Linked DNA regions of Callithrix jacchus: region 1 is linked to region 2. Evidence: chromatin contacts called from public Hi-C data. All regions are on one chromosome and are shown on one strand. The core of a region is the stretch at or near the end of the contact, and the rest is flanking DNA. Distances in the headings are between cores, read along the strand shown.

Region 1 (6,473 bases), core at 433-2,932, 910 kb before region 2:
GCTATGGGAGCAAAGGTTATTTATTAAGACAGGCAGATCTAGACAAAGGTTTCTCAACCTTGGCCCTCTTGATATTTGGGGCCAGCTGATTCTTTGTTGGGGGGCTGTTCTGTACATCGTAGGATGTTTAGGAGCACTCCTTGCCTCTATTCACTTTCCTCTCAGTTGTGACAACCAAAAATGCCTCCAGATACTGGCAAATGTTCCCTGTGGGAAGTGGGGATTGCCCCCATCCAGCTGAAAACCACTGATGTAGGCACAAGTAAATTTTGGGAAGTTGGGGCTGGTTTAGAGTACTCACTATGTTCTCATGTACTATCTCAATCTGTTCGTGACAGGCCTGTGAAATACTATTATATCCTCATTTTACAGATGATGGACTGAGACTTACAGAGCTAACTTGTTCAGAGTCACAAATCTCAATAAGAGGCAAAATAAGGACCAGACCTACGGTGCCTGACTCCCATGCCTACCAGCCTCAGCAGCATAATACACTGCCTCTTCTTTTAGAGCCTTTCAGGAACTTTTTAAGACCCAGTCTCACTGCCACCCTGCCCGGAGTGCAGTGGTACGATCTCGGCTCACTGCAACCACGGCCTCCCAGGCGATCCTGCGCTGGTACTATGGGTGCCCACCACCACGTCTGCGTAATGTTTTTTTTTTTTTTTTTTGTAGAGGCAGGTTTTTGCCATGTTGCCTGGGCTGGTGTTGAACCCCCGAGCTCAAGCAATCCACCCACCTTGGCCTCGCAAAGTGCTGTCACAAGCCTGACCCCGGCACCTGGCAGTGAATTATCTTTTATTTTCATAGACAAAGGGTCAATTACCTTTCATTTTCCCTTCATGCATTGGGCATCCTGAAGGTGGGGATGCTGAGGCATTTGAGGCCTGAACTGCAACAGCAGGAGTAGATGGAGACAAACCCATGGCTGGAAACAGTGCTGACACCAAGCAATTCTGTATTTCCACCTGCCAAAACAAAGAGACATATTAATGTCTCTGGACTCAAAACTATTCTTTCATTATTCCTAATCTGGTCAACCCTTGTTCCTCCTCTTTGTCATCCCATGGGCATCTACCAGGCAGGGTACCAACTTTGAAGGACAACTTTAATATATTGCTCCCTTAGGGAAATACTGTGAAACCTACACCAACCTCTGGGGGGACGTTTCTAAGGCAGTGAGATTTTGGGGACTGAGGTGAGGCAGTCGCTGAGAAACCACGACACTACCAGGAGGTATAGTCCTGAGGCGGGGGTTTCCTAGGAGTCGTGACCCGGGTGGAGGAGGGGAGGCCCGTTGAGCCCAGACTTGACCCCAGTCCCCAGCGCCTTAGCGAGGGACTGGGTGTCCGGGAAGGGTGCGGCGCATGAAGAGAAATCAGAGGAAAGGAAGGGACAGCGGAGGTCAAGGTGCTGCCAAGTGTCTTCCCCACACCGTCCCAGCGCGTGCCCACCGGCTCCAGCCCGCGGTCCCCAGACCAAACCGGCCGCGGTCAGCCCGCCCTTCTGCACCTGAGCCCTCCCCCCGGGCTGCTCCGGGCGGCCGGTACCGCCTTCAATCGCCAACCCGAACCCAGAGCAGCAACGACTTTCGCCACCACCGCCGTCGCCGCCGCCACCACCTTCCTCTCGCTCGGTCACCGCTGTAGCCGCGGTCACCCCCGGCGTTCTCACGTGCCGCTACTTCCTTTTTAGAAGGCGGGACTTCCGGGCACGCGGGAGGCGGGCTGAAGAGTAATGTTTTCCGTCAATCACGGAGAGCGGGTTCCGTCCTCTCCGCGCCTCCGCCTGTAACCGCAGAGGGGGCCGCGCTCTGGGCCCGCCCCTTAAGGCAAGGAGGCTTTTTCAAAATGCCCGCGCTGGCACGGTAGGTTGTCTGGTCCAGAGGCTTCCCTAGAGTGAAGAGCTCTGCTATGTATGCTTTATGCGGCAGAGGGAGTGCTTTGGAGGAGTTTTAAAATTTCCGTTTCTTTAAATGGTATCCCATCAGTTTTAATTATAGCAGTGATTCAAGAAACATTAGCAGGTGCCCATAACTGTGGCTGGTGGAGATCCAAAAGTGAACAAGACAGTGTTCGGGCTGCCAAGGTCTTCTTCACTGGGTATGTGATTTTGAATGTCTGTATTTTCATTTACCTCCAACAGAAATTTAGCATTTTCTTCTATCAGGAATGGAGGCAATAAATCCTAGTACTATTAGCTACATATGGCACTAATAGACATCAGAGATAAATTATGTCACATATGGTGGTTGTGTCTATCTCAAAATATCATCCATCCACTACTTTCAAATTAAAGTAATTTGATCGTGTTACTTAAAGTGTTAGTAAAGAAACATATATCTTTCTGTATAACTAGTGGATCTGTGAAATGCGTCCAGATGTCCCCTGGTGCAGGAAGTGTTGGGGCTCACAGCTTTCAGCTGAGTCTCCAGGAATTGTTCTCTGCCTAAGAGAATCGCCGCACACAAAATCACATTTCCTCCTTGGGAACAGTCTGCATCCTATGAAGGTCTCTGTAAAGGCACATAAGCCTAGGCCCCTAGCCCCAAGAGAGACAACTCAGAATGGCCATCCCAGCATTGGAGCTGTCTATAGTATAGCCTGAGGTTTCCTTTTCAACTACATTGACTACATCACAGCTTAACTTCTTTCTTTACTCACAATTATTTTATCCCTCCCACAATTCCCTTTCACTCTGATAATTCTGTTTTGTTACCCACAATTCTCTTTTCCACAATTCTCAGTTCTTTGCCCAATCATCTGTCTCCCACAATTCCTAATTCTCTAACCATCCCAAGTCACTCCCAAAATTCTATTCCTTCCCAGAATTCATTTTTCTGTCCCACAATTCCTTGTCTTGCTCACAATTATCTTGTTTCTCCCACAATTCCCTGTGTCTCCCACAATTCACATTTCTGTTCCACAATTCCCTGTCTTGCCCATAATTCTCTTGTTTTCCCCACAATTTGCTGGGTTTCCCAACAATTCTTTATTCTTTCCTACAAATTCTTATATATCTCAAAATTGTATTTCCCACAGTTCTGTTTCTCCCACAGTTCTTTGTCTTTTCCATCATTCCCTATGATTCTGTCTCTCACAGTTCTTTTCTCTCAAAATTATTCATTTCCACAGTGTTCTGTTCATTCACAGTACTCTGTTGTTATTCCCCAGTCTCTCCCATAATTCCCCATTCTCTCTCATAATTCTGTTCTCTCACAATATTCTTTTTCATTAGTTCCTTTCTTCCACAATTCTCCCTTCATTCTCATTAGTCCTTCTCTCCCACAACACTTTATTCTCTCCCACGATTCCCTGTATCTCCCAGAATTCTCTATTCTCTCCTCTACTTCCCCATCTCTCTCCTTGTTCTCTGTTCTTCCATAATTCCTTATCTTAAACATAATCTTGCATTCTATGCTACAATTTCCTCTCTTTCCTATAATTCCCCGTCTCTTCCACAATTCTTTGTTCTTTCACAGAATTCTCCACTTTTACAATTCTCCATTCTCTCAAAATACTCCATTATTGTTCACAATTCCTCAGTCCTTCTACTAACTCCCATTCTCATAATTCTGTTTTCGCACAATGTTCTCTGTCACAATTTTCTATCCCACAAATATTCCTTTTCTCCCAAAATTTTGTGTCTCTTCCACAATTTTTTGTTTTCTCCCACAATCCTGTCTCTCCCACAGTTCTTTGTCCTGTACTCTCCCACAATTCCATGTTTCTCCCACAATTCTGTTCTTTTGCAGCTCCCTAGTCTGTCTCCTAATTCCACATTGTCTCACAATTCTCTGTTCTCTCATGATACTTTATTTTCTCCCTTCTCCCATAATTCTCCCTTCTCTCCCACAATTCCCTATTTATCCTACCATTTTCTATTCTCTACCATAATTCTCAGTTCCCTTTCACAATTTCTCAGAAGACCCGAGCCTGGTCCTGTAACTTCAGTGTTTCTTAAGAGCAGGGCAAGAAGGGGAGATTTTTCAGGCCCATAGCCAGAGCAGTGGAAGAGGGTGCAGCCTGGGCATGCAGAAGGTAGGTCAGGGAAGAGCACAGCTCACTTTGCATGGAGGTATGGGAGTGGGCAAGAAGGAAAGCAGGGCCCAAGTGGAAGAGCATGGCCCAGAAAAATGGTATGCGATCAAGAGGAAAGAGTACAGTGGGAGGGTTTGTAGCTATAAGGAGAACAAGTGTCAGGAAAGTTGTGACTAAGGGGGAGCACAAAAGACCAATTCTTTGTTGTTTCCACAATTCCTAAATTCTTTCACATAAAAACAGAATTATATATTTAAATGTGTAATTCTCTTGCCTATGTATGATTTTCTGAAGTTAGAGAATAGATCTTATTTAGCTTTTTATCCCCTATGTCAGCACAACTCAAAATGTGTCCTGCCAGTAGGGACCAGTTCACACACGGCTACCATTCTAATATGAGATGAGGGGCTTTCACCACAAGATAAAGCAAAACATTCCTTGCTTTATCAAGTCAAGAAAGTCTTACTATGAAAAATGTCTCATCTCAGATAAAATTGTGCTTAGTAACATAGCAGATTTATATTATAGCACAAGATTCTTATCAGTACCTGGACTAGCCCTTGAGTAGCACTGCCCTATCATTACAGTGTAGTTTCTGTTGTATAATTGAGTGCCCACTGAAGCAATCAGAAGCAGGCACTGAAGGGATCACAGAGTCAATGAATCTTGAACAACATCACTCATTCAACAGTATTTATGGAGCATCTGTGTTGTGTCAGGTACTGTGGGAAGTGCTGAGAATTTAAAAGTGCTAGACAGACTCCTTGCTCTCAGGGAATTTACATTCTAGTAAATGAATAGTTCAGATAACAAACAATCCAACACAAACAGGTAAATAGTTTCAGATCCTGAGAAAAGCCAATTAAATGACACAGGTAGTGTGACAGAGATTGAGGGATGGAGGTCTACCCACCCCTTGGGTAGATGATCTGTGAAGCAGAAAGTCTGTATTCCTTGGGAGCTTGTTAGAAATGCAGAATTTCAAGTCCCTTCACAGAGTCATCGAGTCAAAATCTGTCTTGTAACATGATCCCCAGATGATAAGTGTGCACGATACAGACTGAGAGCTCAGGATACCTTCTTAGATGTGGTTGTCAGTAAAGACCTCTCTGAAAAGGGGGACATTTTAGCTGAGACCTGAATGTTGAGAAGGATATATGTAAAGATGAATGCAAAGAGTGGTCCAGACAATGAGAATTCCATGGTAAAATGTTCCAAGATCAGAAGGAATGGGGGAAGACCAGTGTGGCCCACACAGAATGAGTTAGGGACAGAATGGTTACAGGTGTTGTTGGGGCTGGATCATGCCATAGGCCATAAGGAAATTACATTTTCTTTTCATTGAAATGTGAAGCCATGGAAGGGTTTTTAAAAATAAGAGTCATTTGATTTGACAATAGAGATAGCTTATTTTTCTCAACTTTGCTCTTCACCACTCTCCAGTTATACCTGGAGATTTTTACTTGGTTCTATGACAGCACTGCCCATGAACTTCATAGACTGTGATCTTTGCTAAGGTCTAAATGAATAAAGGTAAGTTCCTAAGATACAGACAGGAAACTCCCCACTTATATGTCTGTGTTCCATGGAGTTCCATGGAGTCTGCCAGAATTCATCACCTATATACTCAGAAGGACCACATCTACATCAGAGGCTAGGGCTGCCTCTTACTTTTCAAAATGGACACTGCTTTTCCTTAAAGGGATTTATTGCCAATAAAATTATAGATGGCCAGAGGTTGTCATTCTATTTAATATTCTCACAACCATTGTACTAACTTCAGAGGTTATGTTACTAATTGGTAGGTCCCAAGGTTTTTTGTGTTTTGATGAGAGTCAAGGGTTTCTTAACATAGACCTCTAAAAATTCAATTAATTAATTCACTGATTGCAGGTGACTACCTTATATGATGGAACACTCCCAATTTCTTAAATGAAACCTAGTTTCATGTCTCCAGATGTATACAGCACATTGCTTTTTGAGAAAGTTTCTTTAATTTATAGCTGTACTTATTTAAGACTGGGCTTCCCTAAATATCTGGCAAGGGGATCTGAGTGGGCACTAATGGGCCTACAACGGGGTCAATTCAGAAAACTTAAGGCTATTCTTTATGAATGCCAACAGGGAGATTGCCCAGCCTTTTGTCATGCTGGGGAATTAAGCGGTGATGAGATTTGATAGGAGACAGAGCCCTGATTCCCTCTATGGCAGTGCTTCTCAACTAGGGCTGATTTTGCTAGCCCTATCCTGGGAGTATTTGATAATATCTGGAGACATTTTTTGGTTGTTACACTGAGGGTAGTGGTTGCTGCTGAAATCAAGTGGATAGAAGTCTGACATTCTGCTAAGCATCCTATAATGCAAAGGCCAGCTCTAGCAACAAATAATTATCTGGCCCCAAATGTCAATAATGTTAGAGTGGAAAGACCCTAT
Region 2 (6,693 bases), core at 3,825-6,324:
TGTATTTCCTAATTCATGCTTTTTTCCTTGAAAGTGTTTCCTCGGGAAACAGGGTAATTAAGAAAATAAAATGAATTTTATCAAGTAGCTAAATTCCCACTGATGTGATTCTTTCAGCTATGTGCCACAATGGTAAGATAAGCTTTCTACTTTATAGAGCTTTAAGATGCCACAACAGTCTCCAATGAATTTGAGCACACACAAAGCATTCACTTCATTAAAAAACATGTACTAAATGTGATTTGATCTTCGATGATTTAAAAGCTGTGCTGAAGGCGGACGTTGTTTCAGTGTCTCCATTCTGAACATGAGTTCTATCTTGAGTTACACTGCTAGGTTTCATTAAAAAGCCTCTTCAACAAAGGCTTCATCTCCTCCTTTTGTTTTCAAGGTTAAATTTAACAGCAGAAAGTTAGAATTAGATGGCATAGATCACGTTTACCGTATCAGATGGACACACCTATATACACCTCCTTGTGCTAACAGAATTGTATGCACCTCTGAGATCGTATTTCCCTCATGGCCTTTTACAGCAGTGGTGGGCAAATGTTTTCTGGAAAGGACCAGAGAGTAAATATTTTGGGCTTTGCAGGCCAAATGGTCTCTGTTGCAACTTCTCGACCCTGCCACTGTAGCACAAAAGGAGCCATAAAAAATATGGAAATGGATGGGCATGGCTGAGTTCCAACAAAAGTTTATTTAAAAAAAGAGGTGACAGCTGGCTTTGGCCCGCGGGCTGCAGTCGGCTGAGCCATGCTCTAGAGGGATAGCTGCCTCGATCCCATGTTCTTGCGTGCTAGAGCTAAGAGGCTGCAACATCTTCATGACTTAACCTGACTCCCTTCACATTGCCCTCCTGTTTTCATGCCAGCCCTCGTGAAGCAAGGTGACATGGTCACACTGTCCATGTCACTGCTCACCCTCTTCTGAAGCAGCTCTCCCCTCACTGCCAGCCCCCAGGCTGCTGGTTGGCCTCCCGCCTGACCTCCCCATGGAGGATAACCTTGTGAGCAGCCCCCTGCATGACACCCTCTCCATTCACCCCACTAAGAGGGAACCGCTCTTAGTGGGGTCCCCTCTTGTTGCAGGCTCCCCACCTGCCTCCCTGGACCTGGTAACTCTGGGCACTGCCTAGGGTCTTGACCTCCTCCTCCCTTCTCTTTCTGCACACCCAGGCCACAATGGCCGCTTCTAAAGCTTCAGTCTCCCTTTGCTTCCTCTAGGCATCAAAGGCATCATCCCTGTCAGGCCACAACCTAGTGTTCCATGACCGCACTTCCAAGACCCTCACTCCCCTCCTGGCCCCAGCACCTCCCCTGAATCCTGTCCGTGGTGCCTCAGAACGCCTCTTGACCCTGATCCCCTCTCTTCACCTGCACGTCACTGACTTCGGTCTCCTGGACTCATTTCCAAGCTTCCTGCTTCTCCCTTTGCAGTGCATCTTTATTGTCTTCTGTGGCTTTCAGCACAAAATACAAACTCCTCTCTACCACCAGCATGGCCGTTCCGCATGTGGTCCTGCTGCCTCCATTTCCACACTCATCCCTATCCCTCCCCTTGCAGGAATCCTCCACCAGACCCTGGGAGCTTCCTGAATTGCCCAAATACTTCACATTCTTTCGTGCCTCTGTGACTTTAAAAAGGGGGCCATTCACCCTGAAGAGCCAAGATTTTCGGAGATGCAAAAAAAATAAAAGTTTTAAAAAGGGGCAGGGGGGATCATTCCTGATGTTTAGAATCATTTCCCTTCCTCTGCCTAGCAAAATCTTAGTCATCCTTCAAGACCTAACTGAAATGTTACCCTTTCTGAAAAACCCTTCCCTAACCGAACCTAAGAGATCACACAGCACTTAACAGACAACCATTGCGATCCATTTAAATATATACTGACTGCCAACTAGAAGCCAGGCACTGTTATATGTGCTTTCATATACACATAATCTCATTTCCTCTTCAGGCATAATCACCTCCATCCTCATGGATGAGAAAACAGGGTCCTGAAATGGCACCTGCAAAGTTCCCTCCCTCTCCTCTATACCACATTCCCTCCATATGACACAGCGTCCTGCCCAAAGTGCCTGCTAGTACAATGATCTCATGTATCTGCTTCTCCCACTGGCTCTTTTCTTCTTTAGACCCTAACCCAGCACATGACACGTACGTGGACCTAAGCCCCAGCTCAGTAACTTTTGAATGAAAGCATTGCTTAGCCATTTGTAGTGTGTCCTTTTGTAATGTCACCTACCTTCCTGTGTCTGTCAGTGTCCCGTGACTTTTCCCTTAGCCAGTCGATGGTGTGGAAGTCCTCATACGTCCCCACGTCAGGGAATGGTTCATCGAGGAAATCCATCAGGTTTCCAGAGCCACTCATTGCTCCCGCATTGACCATGCTAATTACACCTGGGCAAGAAAACTGGTGGTTAAATATGTGAGTGGGACATGCCACGGATATGGCAGAAGAATAATCCACGTGTCCTATTTTCTTATATAAGAAGAATTATTTCAGCATAGGCATCTCTGCTGTAATGAAATATATGCACACTCAACTCTCATTATTCATAGAAGTTATGCTCTATAAAGTCACCTCAAATACTAAATTACTGAATACTGAACTACCATTCCCAAGAGAATACAGAGTAAGGTTCCTGCAAACCTTTGGTCACGTTTTCATCAAACAATTAAAATGTGCCCTGTTTAAAGATACTCTATTTAATAGATATTGTAGAGTCACTAACATTGACCTCACAGCCAGTAGCACTATCACTCATGCCTGAATGAGGCTTCTCCATAAAACATGTTACAGCCCTCTTATGCTCAGGAACACTAGACAGCTTCCCAGCACTGCACTACAGGGCCATTTTAAACAGCAAAATTACCAACAACAAAAAAAAAGCACAAAACTGAAAAACATGGCACTAAATAGAACACGAAAAGCACCCTTGTTGACAGGAAGAGAGTGGAAGCAGGAAGACAGAGCATAGCCCTCTCAGACCTCAGTGAGGAATGGGCACTCCTGGCACTTCCTGTCGCTCTACACACACCCTTATCTATGAACAACCTCAAAAGCTCCACAAGTATTGATCCGGGGGCTACACATACATTTTAGCCAGTTGGGAAATTTGCAAATGTAGAATCTGCCAATGAGGATCAATTATATACATTCCTGAAAACCTCACATTCTGCAAAAGCAAGGTGACCAAATGACAGGGCTAGAGGGGCAAATAGGGTTTAAATGAAAATAATGGCAATCAAACCAATAATTGGTTCCCCTGGGAGACAAAGTAGACCACTCAGGCAGGCAGCCTGTGTGCTTGTCAACGTGGATATTCAGAATGTACCCCAACGGCACAATGAAAATACCGGCAAGACTTTAATGAGCTGGTGGGAGCCCAGGCAATCTACAGAGGGCAGAAGCCCTCTGCGTGAGTGGGGCCACCCTGGAGATGGACAAGGGAGGTGGGGTAACCTGCCATGAGCCAAAAGCCATGAGAGGCTGGTGGCACACTGCCCTGGGCAAGGAGGTCTGGGACAGATGCTCATTTTTAATGTCTTAAAATGCAGTCAAAAGGGCTCCTGCTGCCACGGCAGTGGCATGGTTGAATGTGTCTTCCTTTCCTGTCCAAGATAATAATTCCACTCCCATTATTCCAGCTCCCCTCACCTAGAAAACAACCACAAGTGAACCACCATGTCTCATATTCTCCCACCATCAAAGCCTGATCTGCGGATTGCACAGGAGCTCATTTTAGCTATAGAAAATGCTTTGCATTGGGACCACGGCTCACCACTAGTTAGCAGAAAAAAGAATACACTCTTACAGAAACAAGAGGTTGGATTATGCACTAAATAAAAATTACTTGGGCAAAGAGCATGGAAATTTGAATTATAGGATAAGGACCACAAAAGTGCTGGAATAGATGCTTTAAAAGTTGAAGGGTGGTTATAAAAACATTTGAGTGCGGGCTTCTCTCACGTATTTATGTATCTGGAGGACTCAAGCACGACCTGATGAAACCGCATTTTAATCCAACTGAAGAGTCACTATGGGCAAAGTAGGGTAATCTCCTTACAAGCAATAAAGCAGTCACAGTGCTTGATTTATTGATCATAAGTGCAACACGGCTGCTTTAAAACTTTGAAAGTTTGAGGTTTGAGCCACGCCAAGTTGAAAACAATACCCGCTGATGAGTGCCCAGGGAAGAATCATATTGCATAAGTCAGTAGCAACCAATGACATTAGGAAGAGAGTCAAATAAGAAAGCAAAGATTTCATTCTCATTTCTACACAAACAAGATGAAAATAACCGCTTAATATATGTGGTAAAGAATATCTCTGATGGGAAAAGAGACGACAGACTGTTGACCCTCCAAGGGAGCCCCTGTCAGAAAAACCCAGTCAGCAGATAGAACTGCAGGGACCTGAACGGTCTATTAAAAGGGAGTTCGTACTACCTAAAATTTAACCACGCCTCTTGTCAAACAACTAATTCAGGCAATAACGCTTGAAACAAAAAGTCACTGTAGAGAACAATCCTATCTTTAAACATCGATGGAACTTGTAGTGGTCCCGAGGAAAATAAACAGGCTCTGATCCGCAGAGCCTCAAAGGTCTTCGCTGGGAACCCAGAAGGAGGTGGTGGTGTCTATTGTGAGGCTGGGGTTAAAAGATCATGTAGAGGCCAGGCACAGTGGCTCACGCCTATAATCCCAGAACTTTTGGGAGGCCAAGGTGGGTGAATCACTTGAGGTCAGGAGTCCAAGACCAGTCTGGCCAACATGGTGAAATCCTGTCTCCACTAAAAATACAAAAATTAGCTGCGTGTGGTGGCTGGCACCTGTAGTCTCAGCTACTCAGGAGGCTGAAACAGGAGAATCCCTTGAACCAGGGAGGTGCAGGTTGCAATGAGCCAAGATCCCCATGTGGTCTCTTCAGCATGTGACTTTGGGTGGCAGTATTTCTTACCCAGAGGCTCTGGGCCCCAAAGCAAGTGCGTTAAGAGAAAGAGAGAAGGCAGAAGCTGTACCACCTTGCATGGCCCAGCCTCAGAAGTCAGTCTCTTTTGCCACTTGCTCTTTGTTAAGGCAGTCACAAAGTTCCACCCAGGTTCAAGGGGAGAGGAAGTAGACTCCACCTCTTGATGGGGAAATGGCAAAGTTCTAGAAGAGCATCCAGAAATCAGAAGTATTATTGTGGCTACTTTTTTAAAAAACATACAACCACCCACCCAACTTACAAAACCTTGACAAATAGAGAAAAGCATTGAGAAAAAAATGAGGATTATCCATCCTCATGCCCTAGATAACTTCCACAACCTGTTGGTATGTTTTCTCTGTAGATGTATCTTAAAACAAATTGGCCCTAAGACATATTTGGATCTTGAATATTGTACTTTGCCCTTCTATATTCTGACGTTTATCATAAGAGAGGCAGCATCACGCACATACTAGTTAAAACACAGACTCCAGAACAGCACTGTGTGGGTTCAGATCTCAGCTCTGTCACTTACTAGCCGTGTGATCTTAAGCAAGTTGCTGGACCTTTCTTACTGTGCCTCAGTCTCCCCCATCTATGAAGTAGGTGTTGAAGCAGTGCCTGCCTCAGGGTACTGTGAAGAAGATGGAATGGGCTGACATTTGAAAAGCAATTTGTGCCTGGCATATGGTTAGCGCTTCATCGATCTTTGTTAAAACAAAAATCATGTTTCACGAAAACACCCCTTTCTTACCCCCCTGCATGTCGCCTCATTGCTGAAGTTGATCTGCTCACTCCTCTGCTGTCTGTAGCTGACAGAGGGGACCCGATGGACTTGTTCTGCTCAGGGAGATTGTGCTGGTCCAACTGAGCTTCTGTGAGACCTTCTGTGGGCTTCCACTTACCAAGAATCAGTGAGGCCATTAAAACATGAATCTATATGTGACAGTCAAAATATCTTTTCCTAAAAACGCCTCAAAGCATTTACTTTGAGGAGACTGTTTAGAGACTGCTTTCTTTCAAACCTGAAATAAAATACCTCTGTTCAAAGTGGTAAGACCACTAACCAAGAGACATGTATGACTCTCCAGTCTGGCTGTGTGACCACAGCTGACCCTCACAGCCCCCGCTCTCGAAAGCCAGGACCGTGGGATGCTCCCTCTCGTGCCCCTTCACCCCAGTACATGGCACAGGGAATGAAACAGCACCAGCCCCTTTCACCCTTGCAGGGACAGGCAAACCTTTTGTCACTAATTAAAACAATTTGTCTCTGCTACAGATAATGTTTAGGCCTGGGACTTTACAGCAAGTTCAGCACTATCTTCACAGAAAAATCCTAAGAAATACACTCTTCGGTGTCAGTGAAATGAAAACTTTGAGATGCTCTGGGTGGTCATCTCACATCCTCAAATGGGATCCTCTCAAGTTATCACAATATTTGTGACCATTATGGCCCTTAACACCTAGAAGTGGGGACCAAGAAGTTTGATTGAGAAGAGATCAAGAACTATAGATAGAAAGCAACCTACAGGTAAGCAGTGAAGTCTTTTTGAATGTGTTTTGTTTGGTTGGTTGGTTTGATTCGGTTGTTGTTGTTTGTTTTACTGCTCCATTTCTTTGGCTTGGAAACAATGAAGTCTTGGAGGAACCAACAAGGAGCCAACAGTCCATGCTCAGCTAAGGGAATGGGCTCCAGTGGCTACTACATAGATTCCTGTTTT

Evidence for each region. A called contact is a pair of places that touch in the nucleus more often than the background predicts.
Region 1: a contact with region 2 is called in a Hi-C map of skeletal muscle, with 6 times the contacts expected there. The contact joins the promoter of HCCS here to the enhancer-like site in region 2. A contact is called at or near these places in 2 of 3 Hi-C or Micro-C datasets (both in skeletal muscle).

Annotation. Positions count from the first base shown.
Region 1 is chrX:11,289,511-11,295,983 of calJac240_pri, reverse strand. It overlaps HCCS (holocytochrome c synthase), which reads right to left and starts at 1,682. Exons shown (of 7, transcript XM_008988939.5): 1 at 1,623-1,682; 2 at 827-968. The coding sequence starts at 926.
Region 2 is chrX:10,385,307-10,391,999 of calJac240_pri, reverse strand. It overlaps CLCN4 (chloride voltage-gated channel 4), which reads right to left. Exons shown (of 12, transcript XM_035289519.3): 2 at 2,246-2,400. The coding sequence starts at 2,389. Among named protein-coding and RNA genes, the nearest start is that of CLCN4, 24 kb to the right of the region's middle. Within about 2 kb of position 5,074, at least 1 of the 16 cell types and tissues checked has an H3K27ac peak or open chromatin away from gene starts, as enhancers often do. A contact at or near this core is called in skeletal muscle, where this site is marked.